Regions from separate parts of the Mus musculus genome. Here region 2 is linked to region 1. Evidence: chromatin contacts called from public Hi-C data. All regions are on one chromosome and are shown on one strand. The core of a region is the stretch at or near the end of the contact, and the rest is flanking DNA. Distances in the headings are between cores, read along the strand shown.

The links. A called contact is a pair of places that touch in the nucleus more often than the background predicts.
Region 2: a contact with region 1 is called in a Hi-C map of muscle stem cells, with 3 times the contacts expected there. The contact joins the promoter of Mbnl1 here to the promoter of Rap2b in region 1. A contact is called at or near these places in 7 of 484 Hi-C or Micro-C datasets (cerebellum, cerebral cortex, embryonic stem cells and 3 more) and 4 of 115 datasets of contacts at active chromatin or transcription factors (astrocytes, memory CD8 T cells, microglia and 1 more).

The regions. Positions count from the first base shown.
Region 1 is chr3:61,362,873-61,366,527 of GRCm38.p6, forward strand. Rap2b (RAP2B, member of RAS oncogene family) reads left to right here and starts at 1,635. Exons shown (of 1, transcript NM_028712.4): 1 at 1,635-3,655. The coding sequence starts at 2,185. The coding sequence ends at 2,736.
Region 2 is chr3:60,499,204-60,502,858 of GRCm38.p6, forward strand. It overlaps Mbnl1 (muscleblind like splicing factor 1), which reads left to right and starts at 1,976. Exons shown (of 10, transcript NM_020007.4): 1 at 1,976-2,220.

The DNA.
Region 1 (3,655 bases), core at 385-2,884:
AGTCGACCATGAAAACCCTTCCTCCACTAAAAGGCAGAGCCAAGGCAGAGAGAAAGCACTTCACCTTAGTAAGGCACAGGATTATACTGAGGTTCTGCCTGGCTCTGCTGGCAGGTACTTGCGGCTGTGGACACTCGGGGCCGCAGCCAAGAATCTGGAGCAGGTTCACTCCCAAATGGAGCCCTAAGTACCGCTGTGACTTGGAACCAAAAGCAACACTGCTCGGTTCTTCCTTCCGTGAGGACGTTTAAAGCAGAGGCTAGTGGCAGGGGGATAGCAAGCCTGGCTACTTAACCCTGGTTGACTCGACACAAAGCCGATCCCCACCCCTCTGTGCCCCCGGGCTCCCGCTGCCAGTGCAGTACACAGACAGGTCTCGACATCTCTCCTAGCAAGGATCTAGAGAGACTCGGGACAAGTCCAGGCGTCACCTCACATCGCCGTGCAACTGAGCGGAGCCAAGTCTTGAGACTGCCCTCCCCACCAAACAGAGCTTTGGGAAGAGGCAAGCCCGGGCAGCCCCACCTCCCCTGATGCCACGAACTTGCGGTGGCTCATTGCTCATCCCAGCCTTCTTCCTGCTAAGATCAAGTTAGGAACTTCAGGGTTTCTTAAAGACGGGGAGCAGCAATGAGCTCTAGTTGCTCTCTTTAAGGGACGGTCGTGACTGGGCTTAAAGAAGTCAGACTCCCTCCTGAACACCAACAAAGGACTATATTTAGTTTGGAGCACTCCACCTAAATTCCTTCTTTTCCCCTCTCAGCTTCAGATGCACAGGCCCGGGCAGTGGGTGGAAGGGGGCGGGGAGCAGTGGAGAAGGAACAGCTGGGCCTCCGCCTCTCCACTCAATCTCTATAAATAACCAATCCTGAGCGGAGGCGACTTTGCAGCCAATGAAGCTGTCTAAAGCGACAAAACCTCAGCAACAGCCAATGGAAAAACATTTGGGGGTGTGAGACTCACATCCTGGGGCCAATGAGTTGGGAGTCTGGGAGAGGTAATTTGAGCTGGCGTGTGGGTGTGCGGTGCGAAACCTTCCTACTTGCAAGCCCCAAACCTGCTCCTCCGACTGAGCATGCCCTGACTCGGTGCGGGAGCCACGGGGCTCGATCCACAAGCCATATTTTGGCTCTAACCAAAGGGGTGTTGGGGAGGGGGGAGACGTAGGATGACCCCGCAACTCTTGCCCTGAAGGCTGCAGCTCTCCACAGATTCCCAGCCCTAACTCCTTGTCCGGACAGGGACTCAGGTCGAGTTCTTCGTGGGAAACTGAGGAACACCGGGCCAAGTGGGAGCACGAACCTCTGCTACCTTCCGGGGCCTGAAAAATGCCCTGCAAGTGTACGATCCTGAGAGGCGCGCAGCAGCCTGAGTTCGGGGACAAGTGTCTATCCTTTAACAGCGCAAGCCGACGAAGAGGTCGCAGCCAGCTGCTGCCTGCTGTCCCCATAGGAGGCCGGCAGCCGCACAGCCCCGACCGAGGTGACTTCGGTTTGGCGAGCTTTCCACTTACAAGCACACACAAGCAAGACTGCCCAGTTCCAAGATTCGCGCCGCCCCGCCCTGCCCCGCCCAGCCCCTGTTTGCCACACCCTCTGTCACGCCCCCTCCCGATGCGGCGGAAAAGCTGGAGCGGAGTTCGGGCGGGGCACCGCGGGCGACGTACTGGGCATGCTCGGCTGGGCGGGGAGGGCTGGGCTGCGCGCGGCGAGTAGGAAGCCCTCGCCCAGCGGAGGCTGCGGGAGACAGAGGAGAGAGAGTGATGGGTCGCGGAGCTGGACGCACGTTCCGCGGGGACTCATGCCACGCGTGTCTCAGCCGGACGCCCAATTAGCAGCCGCCTCTGCAACCAGCCGCCACCTCCTCCCGGCCCTCCCAGGCTGCCGGGGCGAAGAGCTCCAGCCGTTGTCTTGCTCCGGCTGCGCGCATTGTCCTCAGGGTCCTCCGACAGGGCTGCTGCGGGGCCCGGGACCCGCGCCCTAGGGACGCGCCCCCGCTGCCGGTCGGCCTGGCGCGGGGCTCTGCTAGTCTGTTGGCGAGCCCGTGCTACCGGGCTAGTCTCGCCGGGGTTTTTCCTGCGAAGTTGAGGAAGGGGAGAAGTCCACCCGTCCGCCCAGCCCAGCCTTCCCCGGCGCGCAGCCCCGACGGGGCCGCGGCAGGCGCGACGAGGGCGCCGACGGAGCCATGAGAGAGTACAAAGTGGTGGTACTGGGCTCGGGCGGCGTGGGCAAGTCCGCGCTCACCGTGCAGTTCGTAACAGGTTCCTTCATCGAGAAGTACGACCCGACCATCGAGGACTTTTACCGCAAGGAGATCGAGGTGGACTCGTCGCCGTCGGTGCTGGAGATCTTGGACACCGCGGGCACGGAGCAGTTCGCCTCAATGCGGGACCTGTACATCAAGAATGGCCAGGGCTTCATTCTCGTCTACAGCCTGGTCAACCAGCAGAGCTTCCAGGACATCAAGCCCATGCGGGACCAGATCATCCGCGTGAAGCGGTACGAGCGCGTACCCATGATCCTGGTAGGCAACAAGGTGGACTTGGAGGGTGAACGTGAGGTCTCCTATGGCGAGGGTAAGGCCCTGGCCGAGGAGTGGAGCTGCCCCTTCATGGAGACATCGGCCAAAAACAAAGCCTCAGTGGATGAGCTATTCGCAGAGATCGTGAGGCAGATGAACTACGCGGCACAGCCCAACGGCGACGAGGGCTGCTGCTCGGCCTGCGTGATCCTGTGAGGCGCCGTCTGCCGCCGGGCGCTGGCCACGCTCTGTGCACAAAGCCAAACGCACCCGATTCTCTTAATGTGATTGTCTTCTTGCTTTGAGATTGGAGACGACTTTGTTGTCTTGGCTGGGATGTCCGAGGAACCTGGCTGACTTGTGTAGCCAGCATCCCCAGCCTTCAGCCAGGGTCTGAGAGGGTGTACGTTGCAGAGCATCTGAGACCCCGGTGGAAAAATGGCTCTATACAGCGTGTACGTTCCTCGTTGATTTTGGTTCATGCATATTTCCCCGTTTAAATAGCCATTAAGGCTCTGTATTGGCTGCTTGACACCGGCAAGCAAAAGTTTCAAACCTGAAAAAAAAAAAATGGGGGTGGCGAAGCAGAGGAAGTGAAGGGGAAGGAGGCAGTGGGGGAGGGTTCCCCTGAGCAACTGTTCATAGTTCCAAGTTTTAACACAAGGAAAGAGGTCCAAGAAAATCATATGAAGGAGCCAGAAGAGGGGACGAAACTTTTTTTCCTTGTTTTCCAGGATTATTTAGAAATTAAGACCAGGGGTTCCTTTTCTGCCAGCTTGGAAGGGCAACCCAGGGACTGATTACGATTCTGAGGATGTCTATGCAAAGTTGGGTTCTTGTTACAGTGTATCCAATCTGAAGTATTGCACATGTGAACTGGGACTGTTTAACACTGATGCCAATACAGTGTGGGGTGCCAGGAAGTGTCTGCTGATATTTGTGGGGAAAAAAAATCTATTTTGATTACCTACTGTATCAAAGGGGAGTCTGGGGGGAGAATGGTAGTATTTTTTTTTAATCAGCTGTGAAAAATGTTACAAATCTGCACATTTTTTGTGTGTGCTATTGTGTGTGTGTGTGTGTATGAGTGTAAGTATAGCTTTTTTTTTTTTTTTTTTTTTTTTTTGTGGTTGGC
Region 2 (3,655 bases), core at 726-3,225, 860 kb before region 1:
CCTTGGGAGTTTCCCAAGGCCCATCCCTTCCTCCATCCCTGCATGAGTCAGTTTTCCAGTGGGTCTACACCCATTTACCCTTCCTTTGCCAACATCCCTGAATACATTCTCAGTAACCCTCTAAGCATTTGCCAAAGATCTTTCTAGAGTGCAAGTCCAGACTCCACCCTATCGCCCTGGTCCTGCGAACTAGTTCATAGTTTGCTGAATAACGTTGAAGTTCCTGGCTTCCTTCTCTGCCGACAAGTTAATCTCCTTTTAAAGAAAGGAAACAGATGACTGTATTGATTCTACAGGGCATTGAAACAGATAGGCTTCTTGCACGTGCTCTGCACTTTGCTCCACCGTCCCAGGGCCCACTTGTGCCACACTCCCTGTGCCTATGATTGTGTGCACGTGGAAGCCAGGGGTCCACATTAGGTGTCTTCTGAAATTTACCTTCCATCTTATTACTTACTTTTTTGAGTGTCTCTCATTGAGTCTGGAATTCAGAGTTAACTGGCTAATGGGCTGTGAATATCTCCCATTCTCTACCTGATCCCAGCACTGTGGTTACAGACACTTGCCTAGATGTTCGGAATTTGAACTCAGGTTCTCAGACCTGAGCTCCAGCTTCTTTACGCAGGAGTCATCTCCCTAGCCAGCTAGCCTATCCAGGCAACTCTCTTTTTATCTTAGCAACTTCTGCACATCCTTCAAGGCGCTGCTTGCATAAGTTCCTCCAGGGAGCCTTCCCTCCTTTTCTCAAGGGCATTTTGGATATTTGCCTACCATCTTAGCACCAGCTGGCTGGTGCTCTTTTCTACCATGCTGCTCCAAAAAGTACAATCCGTGTACTCCATCCTCCTGCACTTACCTCCATCCTACCTATACTTAACTACTTCTGCCATAGCTCACATTCCATCCAGTTGCTGGAATGAATGCTGAGAAAGTCCTCAGGCGCTGGTGGTTACTAATTGTCAGTTAGAAACTCCCTGTCTCTGTTCTCTGAGAAAATGCTACTGTCATTCTACTTTGTTTCCATTGTTGGGGACTTGGGAACTTTTAATAATTAACACTGAGAAGTGGTACTAGTTAATTAATTAATTATTTCAGGAAGGGATCAGTAAGCAGCAAGTCCGTGTTTCATGGACCAGCAGAGGATCAAGATCTGTTACTAGTACCTCTGCAAACTAGTGGAGTACTTTATTTATTTATTTATTTATTTACTCCGCCTAGGAGAGTGTGCCTGACCCACTCAACAGAAACAGGGAGGGAGAAATCCAGTTTGCATTCACTCACCTCAACTCATGTTCAAACCATGAAACAAACGTTTTTATAGTTAAAAATCATCCCTGACGAAGTTATCAGAATTCCTTGAAATTCACTGGAAATCCCGTCCGCAGATCTTCAAACTTTATCTCTTCTCAGAAGCCCAGAATTCTTTTCTTTCAAAGCCAAGTTACAGGACAGCAGCTAATGAACTAGGAGCTGGTGTTTCATTTGCTCAGGCGGGCAGTTGCCCAGGGCTTGTTTGCGTGGGAGTACCTCTGCAGCGCCTAAGATGTTATTTTATTTTAAAAGAGGGAGCCCTGCTTGCTTTCTGTACACCACACTGCAGAGTTGGAAGTAAGGGAGCCTTTAAACTGCAAGTTTTATTTGCCGATAGGACAGGAAGGTGGCCTGGGTTTGTGTTTGGGTGACGATCAGTTTTCTCGCAGAACTCCAAAACTGTGAGTGCTGAGAAAGATACCCACCAACACCCGTGCAAGCTTCTTTCCCGCCCTTCGCCTTCCAGGTTCCAGGCGATGCGCTGCTTCTGCTGCTGCAGGCCGGGCAGCTAACTCTAACCTTCCGTCTAACCTTGCGGGCCTCGCGGGCTGGGCGCGGAGCCCCGGGAGCTGGAGCGGCGGTGAGCGGCGCGGGCCCGGGCGAGCGAGCGGGCGGGCGGGCGGGGGCCGGGGCTGCGCGTGGGAGCTCTGCGCGTCCGCGCGCCTTCCTGGCGGGGCTGGCGCGGGGGAGGGGCCGCGCAGCGGCGGAAACCGGCGCGCGGCGATAAGAGGCTGCACGGCGACATGCCACAGTCTCTCGCCGCAGCCCGTCGAGTCGGGGCGCTCGCCATGCTCCCGTGACCCGGACCCGGCCAGTTCCCTTTCCCGTGGCGGGCATCCCGGAGTCGCGATCCCACAATGCCCCGGGCAGTCGGGGCCCCGGCGGGCAGCCTGCACGGCCACGTGAGAGGTGAGTGGCGGGGCGGCCGCGCATTGTTCTGCGCTGCGGGCGGCGCTGCGGCGGCCTCGGGTGGCGCTCGGGGGTCCCCGGGCCGCACCGCGATCGCGCGCTGCGGCTACCGGCCCTGTCCCGCGCCTCCCTGCGGGCCCCCGTGGGGCGCCGCGGGACAGGACTAGTGGCCGGTGAGCCGGGGCAGGTGCGTGGCCGAGTGCTGTGAACTCGGTGACCTCTGCCAGGGTCGACGGGGGGCGGCCACTGGTCGCGCGGGTCCCGGCCGCGCCCGCATCCCTCTGCCGGGGCTGCCACCCAGCACCGGCTTCATGTGGGCCAAGTATGTGCACGCAGAGGTTAATGCTCTGCTTGCCACCCATAAATTACGCATGACATGTTTAGTTGGGCTGCCTTATATGGAGAGTGCTGTATTTCAGTCCAGTGTGCTTTTTGCCAAGTTTACAGGGAGGAAGACGCCCTGCTTGAGAGGGCTGCCGCTTTTCCTCCCTTTCTGGTGGTTTTGTAGTGCGTCACTCAAAAACTGTAAGAAAAGTAAGTATAGAGCTTTCCGGGTGGAGCCACAGTAGGCTGGTAGAACAGCTTTCATGATAAGTAGTCAGTATATGGACTGGTTTTTTAAATAAAAACAAGAGAAATATGAAACCTTTCCTCACTCCTCCCCCCGCCCCCCCAAAAAAAAGACCGAGTCTGATGTTGTTAGTAATGTGCCATATGAGAATACTTTGATTTTAGAGGATGTAACGTGAGATTTAAAGAAATTACACACACACACACACACACACACACACACACATACACACACACACATGCATGTATGTATAAATGGAGCTGAAGCCTTCCTGGCTAGCCCACAGCATTTTACAGCTACATGGGTGTTGAGACAAGCCTATTACGCTGCTAAGATGGGTTTATGTGCGGTATGCATCCCCAGGATTAAAAACAAAGTTAGAAGCAGCCTGGAAGGTTATTGCCACTGTTTTAGGTTTCTGTGTCCACCAGCACAGGCACAGACCATAGCAAGTGATTAATAAAGTCTGCAACACTCTGAGCTATTTCACAAACAAATTAATTCAAGGAGAGGGAAGTCATAATTACGGCCTTTGGATACGCAGGTCTTCTGCAGCATGCTTTGAAATAGTACACTAGTGGGCATGTTAGACCTCCTTCCTGGGTTTCAACACAGTGTTCATACAAGGAACTTACTTAGGCCATAACTTTCCAAACCAGGCTGTCTCTGTCTATGGCTTTACAATGTTGGTGTTGTTACCTGGTCCTATTTGTAAGATAAAATTCTGATCCCCAAAGATAAGTTGAAGTGAAAGTTCAAGGACTGCAGAATCCTTGAACAATTTAGTTCAGGAGGCAGATGTGTTAACTATGTAGTTGGTAGCCTGAAGACAATGAGTTATTTCACAGCGGGAGAAAGCACGTG